Regions from separate parts of the Zea mays genome. Here region 2 is linked to region 1. The links are chromatin contacts, called in public HiChIP or PLAC-seq maps. All regions are on one chromosome and are shown on one strand. Each heading gives the region's core, a stretch centred on a gene start, on an enhancer-like site or on the middle of the called end of the contact. The rest is flanking DNA. Distances are from core to core; before and after follow the strand shown.

Region 1 (7,476 bases), core at 3,019-5,518:
CTAAGTTAAAAGGAGAATTCATGATTCATTTATACAATTTGTGATCCACTTAATATATGTTAACCATGACTTAGAAAAGGATCACTAGTTGTAAGAACTCTCTCTTGTGCAAAATATTTTCACACATTGTCATTGAGCATAGGTCTTAAGCAAACAAGACTAAGGACAAAAGCACAATGAAGAGAGCGTCTACAAGTAAAGGTACAAAACAGGTAAAACTTATTCCTATCATTTACATATGTACCTAAAATCTTCCTCTTATATACACTCTTTGCACATCTTGTATAAAAGGAAGAGAAAGCATGTTCTTTGCATTTATCCCTGCTTCATACCTAGTTTAACCTCTTAAAATTTCACTCATGCATTATTGCATCTTTGCTAAAACTAGATGAAGTGGTTCTATTGTCAAAGAGCTTAAAGCTTAACCTTGTAACGAGGATAAGCTACCTTTGTTCCAAAGGTGGATGATCCTTAAGTCTCTTTGAAATCTTTAAAGGAAAATGCTTAAAATGTTTGCAACATGCTTTCATTAGTGCATAAACTGTCTTGAGCATCACACATATACTATGACACAATGCACTTCACTTTCTCTATGATATAGACTTGTTCTCATTAACCTAATTATGTGCACTTGGCATTTAAGGCCAAAATATGTATTCCTCTCAAGGCACATATTTAGGGGGAGAAATCTATATTATATAGAACTATGATCATGCTTAATTGACATATCTCTTGATCATATCTCTTTCATTTTGGTACAAATGCATATATCCTATTATTCCCGTACCATGACTACGACTAATATGTTTCCAAGTATATTACTATGCTGAGTCGTAAATTGAAAGGGAAATGGAGTCTTCGGCGAAGACAAGGCTTCCACTCAACTCTATTGGTATTATCTACCCTTCGCCATCACTCCATACTATCTCTCCACATTGGTATAATCTTTCACTCATATATTATTTACCAAAGGGGAAGACAACTTATAGAATGGGCTCTGATGACTCCGTTTTTGGCGATTCATGCCAAAGGGGGAGAGAGCATTAGCCCAAAGCAAAAGGACCGCACCACCACCCTAATTTTAAAATGAGTTCAATTGAAAATTTCAAATTGGTATCTTATTGTGTTCAAAAGGGGGAGAAAGTAGTATTTCAAAAATCAATATCTTAAAACCCTCTTGAACTCTAAGAGGAGGATTTAATCTAGGGGGAGTTTTGTTTAGTCAAAGGAAAAGCATTTGAAACAGGGGGAGAAATTTCCAAATCTTATGATTCATTTACCTTTGATTATTTACAAAAGACTTTGAAAAAGAATTTCCAAAACATTTGCAAAAACAAAACTTGAGGTGCAAGCATGGTCCAAAATGTCAAAAACAAAGAAAAGCATCCATGCATATTTTATGAAATAAATATTGGTTTAATTCCAAGCAATCTTTGCACCTATCCTATGCAAACTAGTTCAATTATTCTCTTATATATTTGCTTTGGTTTGTGTTGGCATCAATCACCAAAAAGGGGGAGATTGAAAGGGAAATAGGCTTTAAACCTTTTCCTAAATGATTTTGGTGGTTGAATGTCCAACACAAACAATTGGACTAATTAGTTTGCTCTAGATTACATGTTCTACAGGTGTCAAAGATTCAACTCAAAACCAATAAAAAGAACAAGACAAGGTTCAAAAGAAAGGAGCAAAGAGAAACCGAAGTGCTCCCTGGTATGGCGCACCGGACTGTCCGGTGCACCAGGGAGGATTGCCTTCAAACTCTTCACCTTCGGGTTTCTCAGGCGCAGCCCACTATAATTCACCGGACTGTCCGGTGCACCACCGGACAGTGTCCGGTGCTCCAGAGTGAAGCGGCTCCGAACTGGCCAGCTTCAGGAAAGTGGGAGGTCGCTCCGCTAAAATTCACCGGACTGTCCGGTGTACACCGGACTGTCCGGTGTGCCAGCGGAGCAACGATCATCTGCGCGCAACGGTCGACTCTGCAAAGTGTACAGTTGAATTCAGAGTGTCAGAGCAGAAGTCAGAGGGGCACCGGACTGTCCGGTGCCACATGAGGACAAAGCCTCCAACGGTCGACCAGATCAAATCTCAACGGATAGGATGACGTGGCTGGCGCACCGGACATGTCCGGTGTGCACCGGACTGTCCGGTGCGCCCATCGCCAGCAGCTTCTCCAACGGCTACAAAATTGGATGGTGGCTATAAATACCACCCCAACCGGCCACTTCAAGGTGTGGGAGTCCAAGCAACATTCCAAGTCATCTAGTTGACATACTCAAGCCCTCCCAACCACATATATTCATTGATCCATCCTATACACAAGATTTAGTCCGCTACAACCAACACAAGTGCCACAAAAGAGAGAGCAAGCAATTGAGAGCTACTCAATTGAGTTTAGCCCTAGCGCCTTGTGAGATTCATTAAGAGATAGTGTGTGCTACATCTTTGTGTTCATTTGTGCGTTGAGTGTTGACTCCCATCGAACTTCCTCCAAAGTTTTGGAGGCTTGTAAAAGCTAGCAAGAGACACCAAAGAGTGTGGTGGTCCTTGTGGGATCGAGAGTGATCCTTGAGAAGAAGAAGAGCTCGCCGATCCTTGTGTGATCGGGGGAGAGAGGGAAAGGGTTGAAAAAGACCCGTCCTTAAGTGGACTCCTCAACGGGGACTAGGCCTTCGAGGGCCGAACCTCGGTAAAACAAATCACCCGTGTCCATTGTGTTTCTTGCTTGTGATTTGTTTGTTTTCCCTTGCTATAAGTTTTCTTGCACCATTATTTGCTAATATCATTTGGTGTTGCTTCAAGTTAAAATTCCCTTTTAGTGAAGCAACTCTTCGCAAGAAAGAACTTGACTTAGTGCTCTTCTCATCTAAGACTTCTTGCTTTGTTATTCCATAACTTATTACTTGTATTGATTTATCTCTCCCGCATTATTTAGCAATACTCTTTTCAAGCAAGAACTTAGTTTGTATACTCCTATATTTATATCTTGTTCTAACCACTAATCAAGGGATCTAGTTGGGGGATAAAGTTTTAATTTTCAGGTTTCGCCTATCCACCCCCCCTCTAGGCGACTTTCAGTCCTCTAGATACTAAAGCGACTTCAGAGGACAGTCAAAAAGCGACTGCTGTCCTCTAGATGCTAAAGAGACTACAGAGGACAGTCAAGCTGTCCTCTAGATGCTAAAGGACTACAGAGGACAGTCAAAAGCGACTGCTGTCTTCTAGATGTTCAAGACTTATTCCATCACGGTACGCCGTGTTGTGGGACCCTATGCCCGCAGCGCTAGGCCCAAGTGTCATAACTGTAGTCACGCTTACCCCAACGTGTCCATGACGTTCTACACGAGCAGTGCGCACGATGGTAGCAGTAGCTAAAACAATAGGTATTGCGTCATCATTTTTCATAGAGATGAAGCCTTGTCGTCATCGAGCAACGAAGTGGGGTCAGTGGAACTACCAGATTGACTTCTTTGCAACCTTTCAACAAGCCAAGGACTTGCACGGTTCACCATTCTTTATGGAGGTCTTTATCATAGCAGCTTGGCAAATCTGGAAGCAAAGAAACAATTTTATCTTTGACAGGGGACGACCATCTTTCCTTGGCTGGAAAAAGAATTCCGCGCCGAAGCTCTTCTGCAAGCTAACCGCTTTTCTGAAGAGAAATCAACTCTTTTCTCCTCGCTTATAAATTCCTATAGATAGCAGATAGTTCTTTTCCCTGTGCTTTAGTTAGTTTACTTCTGGTTTGTCTTGGGAGCGACTGTTCATGCTCTTTGTCCGCTTTCTTCTTTATATTAATAAATATCTACCACAGCAGAAGCTTCCCCTCCTGTACATTTTTTTTAAAAAGCAACGAAGTGGGGGCTGTAAAGGTGCTGAAGGAGACAACGTTACATGGGGACGGGCAGCGTGGATGTTGGGCAATGAGCAGTGCTAAAGGATCAATGGGGAAGAGGTGCAATGGTTTAAAGACGGCCGAGCCATTACGCTGACCATGTCGTGGGGTGGACCAATGAGTTAGGTGGGGCCTCCGAATATAAAAGAAAACGATTTAATCCTATGAACAGTGGATGTGGTTAATATTTTGAAAATTTTTGATGGAACAAATTTTAAAAATCTGGGATGGGAGGAAATTTTGGATTGAATTAGGGAATCTATAGATCTTTATAAATCTATTCGCCTCCTATATCTTTTTGTGTAAGGATTCCAGGTTTTTGACACTGAATAATTGCTTAGCTAAATCTAGTTGACCTAGTTGCTTGCAGGTGCAAGTTGGCAAGTAGTGTAATCTGTCAGTCAAGAATAGTTCTCAACAACCTTCATCAAGTTCCAGTCTTAACGACCGAGCAACGACTGCGACAGTTCAGCTAATTGACAGCCTTGCATTGCTTCTCATAGGCTTATCTTCGCCAACTGGGCGAAATGTCAGCTTTTGACTTATTTATATGACTTGCCTTCTCATTTCCCCTAGCCTTCCACTGCAAACTCACATTCATCACACACTCTCGTCGCTGGACAGCGTTCATCCACCAATTCAACGTTTGCGCCATCTCAGCCTTCTGTCGTTTCCATCATGGCTTGAAGCTGCAGATAAGGTATGGTTTCTCCTCGGTCCTCACACGTTCGTCAAGTCCTGCAAGCAGCAGATGAGACCCCACGTCCGAGTCCAGCAGCAGTTCTGCTTGGATACTTGAGATTCATGTCACCAAATCAACTCGGCTTAATATCCGATTTCATCTGTGCAGAGAAAGCTATGATATGTGTTTGCTCGTTTTCTGAACATGTGTGTTTTTTACTCTGTTTCTCCAATTATTTCTTTTTTTAGAAAGGACGGTAAAAGCTTTGCCGCAAATTTTATTGGATGAAAGAAAGGAAAATAAACTGTACAAGGAATTACAGAGGAACAACCACAATCACGCGTCACGCCCCACTCTACTGAACAACTCAAAAGGCCTAAACAAAAGAAGTCAGGCGTGCGCTCCATAATTATTTCACTGCAGTATTTAGGAGAATATCTGTTGACCTTTTGGATTCAACATCTGAGATTCCAAATTAAAGTAGCAAATAATGTTGACTGACAGTCTGACAGAGGAGGAAATCTTTGTGAAGATTTGTTAACCAGACTGATTGTAACTGTATAATTCGTTTCTTAGAATTAAATTCTATAGAGGAAAATCTAGGATTCTTAACACAGGAAATCATCTTTGGTTGTATGTGGTAGTGGTTCCCATGACATATGGTTGTGAACAGAACATCGTAGGCAAGTGTAGTGATTGAAAAGACTGGACATTTAGCTAAGTTTAGATCAAGCAGTATACTTAGCTTTCTGGTTTCTCTGGAATTGGAAAGCCCAAAGCAGCAAGCTTACTCCATTTTAGTTTATTTGAGCCCAAGAAATAAACAAAAATCAATTTCAATTTCAGAACGTTGAATTCAATAAAATAGAAAACCAGGCATCCCACTCTTTTCGTTCAAGTACAGAGATCCTTCTACTTAGGTACCCTGTAAAGACATTCTATTATCATATTCCCTGGATGGATGATGCCTGTACCCGATACTCTGAGCTTTTGTATGGTCTTATTTGAGAGACAACCATGCATAGTTTGCGAACTCCAAATCAAAAATCTTTTCCCATTTTTTACGCTATTGATAACTTCAAAATCTCTGTCCTCGCAAATGTGTCTCTTGTGGGTTCCTCTATGTCTCTCTTTTAGCTCTATCATGCTGTGCTTAGTGACTGACGGCTTGATGTGCTAGTTATACATATTCATGACGAGTTTTGTTTCTTCTATGTGTAGGTGGATTTGGAGTTCTGAACGGCTCAGTCAATCATTGAACAAAGGGTAAGAATAGCGCCACTTCTTTGCCTATGTTAGGGTATCGAGCGAAACATACCTTCATACCAGTGCTTCTAAGGGGGTGTTTGGTTTCTAGGGACTAATATTTAGTCCCTTCATTTTATTCCTTTTTAGTGTATAAATTGCTAAATATAGAAACTAAAATAAAGTTTTAGTTTCTATATTTGGTAATTTTGGAACTAAAATAGAATAAAATCTAGGGACTAAACATTAGTCCCTAGAAACCAAACACCCCCTAATATATGTGTTCCTATCTCATAAGAACATTACCTGTCTGCCTACTTGAATATATAGTGAACGTTGAATTATCTGGTAGGAGAAATAGATAACATGCTAAAAATGGAAACGAGAGCAATAAGTGACCGTTTGATTTCTAGGGACTAATTTTTAGTCCCTCCATTTTAATCTCTTTTAGTCCTACCCAAACACAGAGACTAAAAGGGACTAAAATAGAGGGACTAAAAATTAGTCTCTTTTAGTCCCTGTGTTTGGCAATTTAGGGACTAAAAGGGATTAAAATAAAGGGACTAAAAATTAGTCCCTAGAACCCAAACAGGTCCTTGAAAGAATTTATCTTTAGACCTGTATGCCTTGTTCACAGGTATTTTCACCTACCTAAGTTTTAAAATCACATGCAGAAGGGAGTGAAATAACTGAAGGCCAGAAGAATGGCAGAAGGTTTGATACTAGTTGTGCTTCAAAAAATCGCAACCACCTTAGGAGGAGCTGCATTGAGTGTAATTAAGTCAAAATTAGGGAAAGGAGCCAACATTTTACTTGAAGCAGAGAACAGCATGAAAGAAATTGAGAGTGAGTTCGAAATAATGCAAGCATACATAAGTCAAGCAGACCCGTACAGTGAAAGTAACAAAATTCTGAAACCATGGTTGAAGAATGTAAGAAAAATAGCTTCTGAAGTCGAGGACATCATTGATGAATATGCCTTTCTACTTGGAAAACTGGACAACGCAGGATACTTGGCGAAGAAGTTCCACCATTCGAGATACATCACTGCATGGAGTGACATTTCTTCTCAGTTGAAGCAAGTGCAAGCACGCCTACAAAATTTGACAGTTCTGAAAGACAGATATGGCATCACAGTAGTTGGACCTGGTGGTGGATCATCAAGCCATAATAACAGTCGTAAGAATTACCTGTCTGAATCTTCCTACCTGAATGATGATGGTGATGGTGTAATGGTAGGCAACGAAGATGAAGTAAAGAAGTTGACAGAATGCATAGATGGTGCTGGTGCAGATCGTGCAGTTATCTCCATCTGGGGAATGGGCGGTTCAGGAAAAACAATCCTTGCAAGGGGCATCTATAGAAAACGAGAAGTTAGAAAGAACTTCCAGTGCTGTGCCTGGATAACAGTATCACTGAATTATCAAGTCGAAGACCTTTTGAACAAGCTCATAAAGGAACTCCACATCCAAGATGTGCCTGATGCAACTGACAGTACACATTTGGTTGCTAGGATCCAGAATCATCTCAAGGACAAGAGGTACCTTGTTGTTTTGGATGACATGTGGAACAGGGAGTCTTGGTTATTCTTTGATCGAGTATTTGTCAAGAATCTTTATGGAAGTAGAGTCATCGTTACCACTCGAACAGA
Region 2 (7,476 bases), core at 2,911-5,410, 720 kb after region 1:
ATAACAAATGAAGTACGATCTAATTATAATTTAAGCGGGTACGGGGATCCCTGATGGGGATTTATCCCCGCGGGTAACGGGGATGGGGAAGAAATGTCCCCCGCAAACGTTCGTGGGGATCCCCGCGGGGAAAAATTTTCGTCGCGGGGACGGGGATGGGGAGCTAAAACCCGACGGGGAATTCCCCGTTGCCATCCCTAGCTGCATGGCCCTCAGCCTTCTCCCGTCACAAGCTCAAACGCCTTCTATCCTCTCTGTTGTTCCCTCTCCCGTGCCCCTCCGTCCCTAAACTATAGTCAATAGGTCATTCATATCCAGTTGAGGTCGAAGGGAAGCATGCACAGTGGATCAGATTGACAGTGGCAACCCGAGTGGCATAGGCAGCACCAGCCCAAACGGCCAGGGCGGCACTGGCCTGATCAGCGGCCAGGGCAGCTGTGCCCCAAGCCTCATTGGGGGTGGCAGCCTGACTGACCAAAGAGCCTGCAGCGTGCAGCCTGAGCACAACATCCAAGCAGCCTGGGCGCCTGATTTACCATACCCAAGGCTTGGAGTTCATCTGCCCCAATCCTCTCAGCGAAGCAAGCAGACATACTTTGGTTTTCTTAGGGCCTGTTTCTTTCCATGGACGGGAGTCACATATACTGCAGCAGCTATGCTGTGGGGAAGCACTAATTCCCTCACGTCAAGGTTATTTCCTGTTGAAAACCCTACCCAATGCTGAGGGTGGCCAACAGAAGTGTATCAAGGACGTCTGGTGTGATTCTGATCTTTTTTCAACTTTTTTCAGCCACAGACACCGGATAAGATAAAACAAACAGGGCCTTATCCTGCTCCCTTGTTTCTGTGCTCTGTAACTTTCTGTTTTCTTGTTCAGACAGAAGGTTATCTTTGGATTTCTAGTTTATGTGATATGTCAAGAGTCTAGAACTGAAAGGTGGGATGAAAGGAACTCTGTGAAATGCCAAAATACAGTATAAACATATTTTTATGAAATATAATAAAAAATTGTGGTATTTAAAAGAAGTGAACTGCTACTTAAAGTGAATGTAAATAAGGTGCACACCAGCAACTGAGAATGTGGCATGTACTACAATGAAAGAACTACTGTTTTTAATAGAAAATACAGCAGGGGAGGCCCCCACTGCTAGAGCTTTTTATTTCAATAAAAACAAGAAACTGTACAATAAAAGGGGCCACAACTATGAACAAAGCTCCCAGAGGGAGCGTTGGGAACCTCAAGCAAGAACGTGAGCTCAGCAACAGAAACTATACAAACAAGAAAAGCAACTCGTTTATCTTCACACATTCTGAGAGCTTGAAATCTAGCCTCACAAAAAGAGGACTTACAAAAAGTAAAAGGTAAAATAAGGCCGGCCTCCTCACAAAACTTACTGTTTCATTCTTTAAGAAAAAGAACCATAATGTCCTCACGACATATATTAAGCACATTTTCCCCTCCCCAATAGATAGGATAAAAGAATTCATGTATGAAATTAACATGTTGAAAAATATTGGGAAATAAATAGGATGAAAAACTAATGTATGAAGTTAACATGTTGATAGATACCGAGAAAGATGTTTCATACTTTTATCATAATAACCAAAACTACGGATGGTTTTTTAAAATTGCTTGTTGTCTCACATATTTTACGCCAGAAATCCTGGTGCTGGGACTACAGTACTGGCACAAAGAGGGCTCAGGGGCAAAAAGGTCTTTTCATCTTATCTCTTAACATGTTAACAGCTGAAACTGATAGGTTGTTTGGTGTGCTACTGAAGACAGTAGTACGGAGTTGTTTTCACATGTTTAGTTATCTTTAGGTTGTTATGTCGTGTGGGGTGGTTAAGTCTTAGTTTTGCTCTGTTTTGTTAAACTAGTAGTTGGTGTCGGTGGTAGCTTCCTGTTGTGCTGGTGGTTTAGTGTCTATCTTTGCTTCCTCTTGCCAGTCTGTAATATGTTTCTGACTTGTATTTCTGTTCTATGAATGGAAATGGGATTACCTCGTTTAAAAAAACAGCCAAAACTGATGGAAGTGTCAAACAAAGGAAAAAAAGATAGACCTGGTGTCATATAAGAGAGAAAAAGGTTTTCAGGGCCATAAAGGAAGCATGTCAGTGTCAGGTGGTTCCATATGTTCTGGTCCCTCTGATCAGAAGTATGGATGCTAGTTGGGTGGGATCTGTCAATCTGTGAGGTTATGTCTTTGAACTCGTTATGTTTGTAATTTGTTGCTTCAAGTAATGAATTCAGGTATCGCTATGTGGAAAAAAAATAAAGGAAATATGTCAATCTAAATTGTCAATTGAGGAATTTTCTCATAAATAAAAGAAAAACATTAAACCTATAAATGTCAAGAGCCAAGGTTCATAAGAGATGAAAGTTGTGGGAAGAAAATAGAGTGTACCTTCACAACAGTCTCACTGAACCAAGAGATCAGCCCGAATTTGTTGAGGTAGCCAGCCATTGCTATAAGTGCTGCAAACCATGTAAGGGTATCCCACGCCACAGACTCTGCCAAACACTCTTTCCATGTGACAACCCCTGAGATTAAGAGGACTGCTAGGCCAAGAATTGCTGCAGAAACCGCATCCACATTCAGCATGCCTCCAAAGATCCAAAGACCAACCTGGTGGAATGCAGAGCAAGGGCATAATGTTCAGTGAAGAAAAGTGGATACATTTCGTATTCAAGTTAGATGAGGCAGAGAAATGGAAAAAATGCATGCAGTGACGGCGACAGTCAAGAATATGAACATTAGAAAGACATTGCATGGTGCATATATTCATAATATAACACTATAAAGTAGTTATGCAAGAAAGCTGATAATAATTTTAACCATCAGGATTCAAGGCATAAAGAACACTGATAGCACAAGACAAGTTCAAATAATGCTAGGCTATAATATAGAAACGCAAAATGTGACCTCTTCGTAATGGCAAAAGATTAAATGTTTTAAGAAAATGGCAAGTGTGTATCATTATACCGTAAGCAGCAGCGTGCCGGCCATGATCGTCTCCTCCTTGCTCATGGGTCCCATCTTGGCGAGCCGCTCCTTGGCCAGGCGTGGCGCATCGGGGCTCGCCTTCACCTCCGGCGGGTAGATCACATACAGAATGAGCGGCACGAGCACGAGCGACAGCAGCCCCGGCACAATGGCGGCCTTGGCCCAGAGCGTCCACCCGATCCCCTCGCCGATAGTGGCAGCTGTGAGGTTGGCCGAGAGCGGGTTGGCCGCCATCGCAGTGAGGAACATGGCTGACGAGACGACGGAGGTCTGAAAGCACGTGAGCATGAGCCAGGCTCCGAGCCGGCGCTCCGTGCCGTCGCCGGCGCGCGAGCCGCATGCCTCACAGAGAGACTTGACGAGCGGTAGGAAGATGCCGCCAGCGCGCGCCGAGACGGAGGGGATGGCGGGGGCGAGGAGCGCCTCGGCGAAGACGAGCGAGTAGCCGAGGCCGAGGGAGGAGGACCCGAAGGCGGCGACGAAGGCGTAGGCGACGCGGGAGCCGAGGCCGGTCTTGATGAACCCCCTCGCGAAGAAGAAGGCGAGCGCGATGAGCCAGGGGATCGGGTCGCCGAAGGCCGAGAAGGCCGCGGCGAACGTGAGCGTGCGGCTGAGCACGGCGGCGCCGAGGCCGAGGAGGGCGACCGCGCCGAGGGGCAGCGGCTGGGTGATGATGCCGACGATGGTGGAGAGGAAGATGGCTAGGAGCTGCCACGCGTTGCGGGGCACGCCGGCGGGGGGCGGGATGAGCCAGATGAGGACGCCAGTCGCGATGGAGGCCAGGAGCGGCTTGATGGCCGCGCCCTGCAGCGCGGGCTTCTTCGGCGGGGCGGCCGGTGCTGGAGCCGGCGCTGGAGCCGGTGCTGGAACCGGCACTGGATCCGGCGCTGGAGCCGCGGCGGCGGAGGCGGAGGCGGGTACGGGGGTGAGACCGCGACGGGAGGATGCGGATGCGGCGGGGGGTGGGGCCAGCGAGTGCTTGGAGGGGAGGGAGTGGGAAAGGGAGGTGGGCTTAGAGGAAGAGGAGGAGCGGCGGCGGAGGGAGATGGAGAGGGACGGGAGGCGAGGGCGGGCACCAACGCTGCCGAGGTGGTGGCAGGTGAGCGGCGAGGCCGCGGTGGAGGACGCCATGGCGGCGGTGAGACAAGTGGTGGTGGGACTGGGAATGGAAGGTGGTGGGTGAGGACTGAGGGTGGGGTTTAAGTGGATGGACGGTGGAGATGGCGGTGGGTGCCCGGAGCATTGGTCGTATCGAATCGGAGACTGGTCTTCGTGGACCCGGCGTTGGTGCACCGGTGATCAGTGGGTGTAGTGACACGTGTGCATGCTGCGGGGAGATTGTTTTAGGTTTCGATAGAGAAAAGAGAGGTCTTTAAACTTGTACGTCACATGCAAAGCTTGTAACGATACGAGGTGCAGGTGCAGGTGCAGGTGCAGGTGCAGGTGCAGAGTTGTAGTGCTAGTGTGCTACTTGGTGCTATAGATGGCTAAATGGGCGGCCCGGCACGGCACGATTAGGACACGGTCTGTTTAGCACGATTATTAGGCGTGACATGCTGGCACGGTACTAGTGCCTGAACCCAGGCTCAGGCATGGCACTAAGACTCCTTAGCCGTGTCGTGCCGGCACGGTAGGCCCGGGCAGCCCGTAGTGCCAGGACCGGACCGAGCACTACACCAAAAATCACAAAATAACAGTTACATATGCATTCACAAAACACAGTTAAACATACTAAAATAGCTAATATTGAGCTGTTTAGTGCAATGGCTGCCTCATTAAAAACCTATCTAGGTAAAAACTCACCCTTGTGAGAAAACCCTAGATAGGAAAAAAGAGTACAGCCCACAGCTCATTTAGTGTTCTTACATATCACAGAGTCACAGACATTGTTTACACTGTACAGTTTAGTTACAGGCACATCAGCTGAAATATGATCAAACTAGCTAAATAAGATCAGTCTTCGACATGTGGTTGTGGATCAGTAGGTGTCTGAGATTGAGATGCATGAGAGGACCCTGGAGTGTCAACTGGAACTTGTTCATCATCAAGATATAGATCAGAGAATGAGTCAAGTTCTTTGTTCTCAACAGTGTGTTGGGTCCTTGCATTCCCTTCCTCCCAGTCCTTGATGCAGGTCAGCATCTCGACCATCTCCGAGGTCAGTCGACGCTCCTCGATAATCCTGCCAGTGAGACTGAAAGCACTTTCTGATGAAATGGTAGAGACAGGCATAGTTGGTACATCCTTAGCCAACATAGAAAGAGATGTGTCCTATTATCCTTTTTTTCAATTAGCCTTAGTTCTATTATCCTTTTTTTCAATTCCCATGCAGAATTAACATAATGTACAACAACACTCAAGTAATCCTCTTTAGCATTCCCAGACCATATATCAGATGTCACAGCAACAGAAGAAATAGAATTTTTAAATGTGTCAACAAGCTTAGCACGTGAATCATTGTAATACTTTTTAATATCTCTAGTGGTTATTTGTCTAGAGATAGCAGAAAATCTAGGATTATGAGCCTTTTTAATGTACTCTTTAAAAGCAGATGATTCAGCCAAGCAAATAGGTAGATCAAGCCGACATATCAAACGACACATCTCAGACCTAGCAACATCAGCATTGTACTCCCACAATCTAGCACTACCATAAGGATTAAACTGGAGCAGGGACTGGGCAAAGGCATTTCTGCCATGCTTCAGTTTGCATGCATTTCTATGCCGATTAAGATGACCAGTGCCACCAGAAGATTTAGCAGACAAAACACACTTGCAAACTTTGCACTTAGCCTGACACCTGACCCTCACACCATCAACAACCTTATATATTTTGTCAAATTCATTCCACACATCAGATGTGGAAGCTCTATTTCTTACCCGAGAACTAGTAGGTGTGTCTGCCTCAACATCGGCCACAGCAGTGTCAGGATCTATGTTGATGGGCTCCGTTGAAGGAACAGCAGCCTCACTGCCACCAGTTTGGGCAGGCACGGTGTCGTCGTCGGCCATTAAGCACAGATCATAGAGCACAGGCCACCAGATTAAGGACTTACCAAAGTCGGAGCACCAGATCGGTCCCTCACGGCTAAAATCACAGAACACAAGGTAGTAGAGTAGATTAGGGTTTGAACCAACACAGATCACAAATACAAGCACTGGATTAAAAACTTACCAGAGTCGGAGCACTAGACCGGTCCCTCACGGGCGGCTCAACACACAGAACACAAGGTAGTAGAGTAGATTAGGGTTTGAACCAACACAGATCACAAATACAAGCACTGGATTAAGCACTTACCAAACCCAGAGCACCAGATCGGTTCCTCACGGCGGCTATAATCAGAGAAGGTATTATAGTAGATTAGGGTTTAGGGTTGGTACACAGATCACAAGAACAAACACCAGTTATGATACACAGATCACAAGAACAAGCACCGGAATAAGAACTTACCAGAGCCAGAGCACCAGATCGGTCCCTCACGGGCGGCTAAAATCACAGAACACAAGGTAGTAGAGTAGATTAGGGTTTAGGGTTCAAACATAGATCACAAACATAGATCACAAGAACAGATCACAAGAACTAACACCAGATTAAGCACTTACCAAAGCCGGAGCACCAGATCGGTCCCTCACGGGTACAATCACAGAGCAAGAAGGCAGTAGAGTAGATTAGGGTTCGGGATTCGAGCACATATCACAAGAACAAGCACTAGATTAAGAAGTCTCGACCTCGTCGGAGATGTCGGCTAGAGGAAGAAGAAGACGAACACTGAAAGCTTACCGTAACCAAAGTCGTGACCAAACCACCAGGCACCAGCCAAGTAGCTACCCGGTGAGGGGAAGCCAGGGGGACGGTGAGGAGGAGCGGTGGAGCACCCTACCGAAGTCGGATCGTGAGGTGGAGCGGCGGAGTCGAACGGTGAGGCGGCGGCGGAGTCGAATCGCCCCCAAATCGCCAGGAGACGGAGAGAACGAGGGCGAGACCGCGAGAGACAACGTGCGAGGCGAGAGAGTGTGAGTGTCTGACGAGGCGGGGCCCAGTGGAGAGGGGGCGACGGGATTTTAGGGTACGTAGTAGTGTGCCTAACCGTGTCTGGGGGCTAATCGGACCATGCCCGTGCCGGCCCAGCGTGCCCGGTGCTCGGCTCAAGCACGACACTACCCATCGGGTCGTGTCGGCACGGACCCGGCTCCAACCGTGTCGTGCCGTGCCCAGGCACTATGGGTCGTGCCGTGCTCCAGGACGACCCGATTAGCCCGACACTATTAGCCATCTATACTTAGTCCTTTCCAAAAGTTTTACCTGAGCTCACACGTATACTACAGATTTCAGTCTACATCTTCACTGATAACTAGTCCGCTATCAATAGGCAATAGAGAGTGGAAGTCCATGGATCCTAATAAAATTATACTAAGATCCTATTTATTCTCCTCCTAAATTATATAAGTTAGATTATAAAAATAAAATA

The links. HiChIP or PLAC-seq counts read pairs in DNA pulled down with a chosen protein or histone mark.
Region 2: a contact with region 1 is called in an H3K4me3 HiChIP or PLAC-seq map of leaf, with 5 times the contacts expected there. The contact joins the promoter of LOC542560 here to the promoter of LOC103640983 in region 1. A contact is called at or near these places in 1 of 25 Hi-C or Micro-C datasets (tassel) and 1 of 3 datasets of contacts at active chromatin or transcription factors (leaf).

The regions. Positions count from the first base shown.
Region 1 is chr10:28,124,858-28,132,333 of Zm-B73-REFERENCE-NAM-5.0, forward strand. LOC103640983 (disease resistance protein RPM1) reads left to right here and starts at 4,269. Exons shown (of 3, transcript XM_008664412.3): 1 at 4,269-4,598; 2 at 5,802-5,846; 3 at 6,500-7,476. The coding sequence starts at 6,530.
Region 2 is chr10:28,849,472-28,856,947 of Zm-B73-REFERENCE-NAM-5.0, forward strand. It overlaps LOC542560 (oxo-glutarate/malate transporter1), which reads right to left and starts at 4,161. Exons shown (of 3, transcript NM_001112100.1): 1 at 2,988-4,161; 2 at 2,409-2,630. The coding sequence starts at 4,139.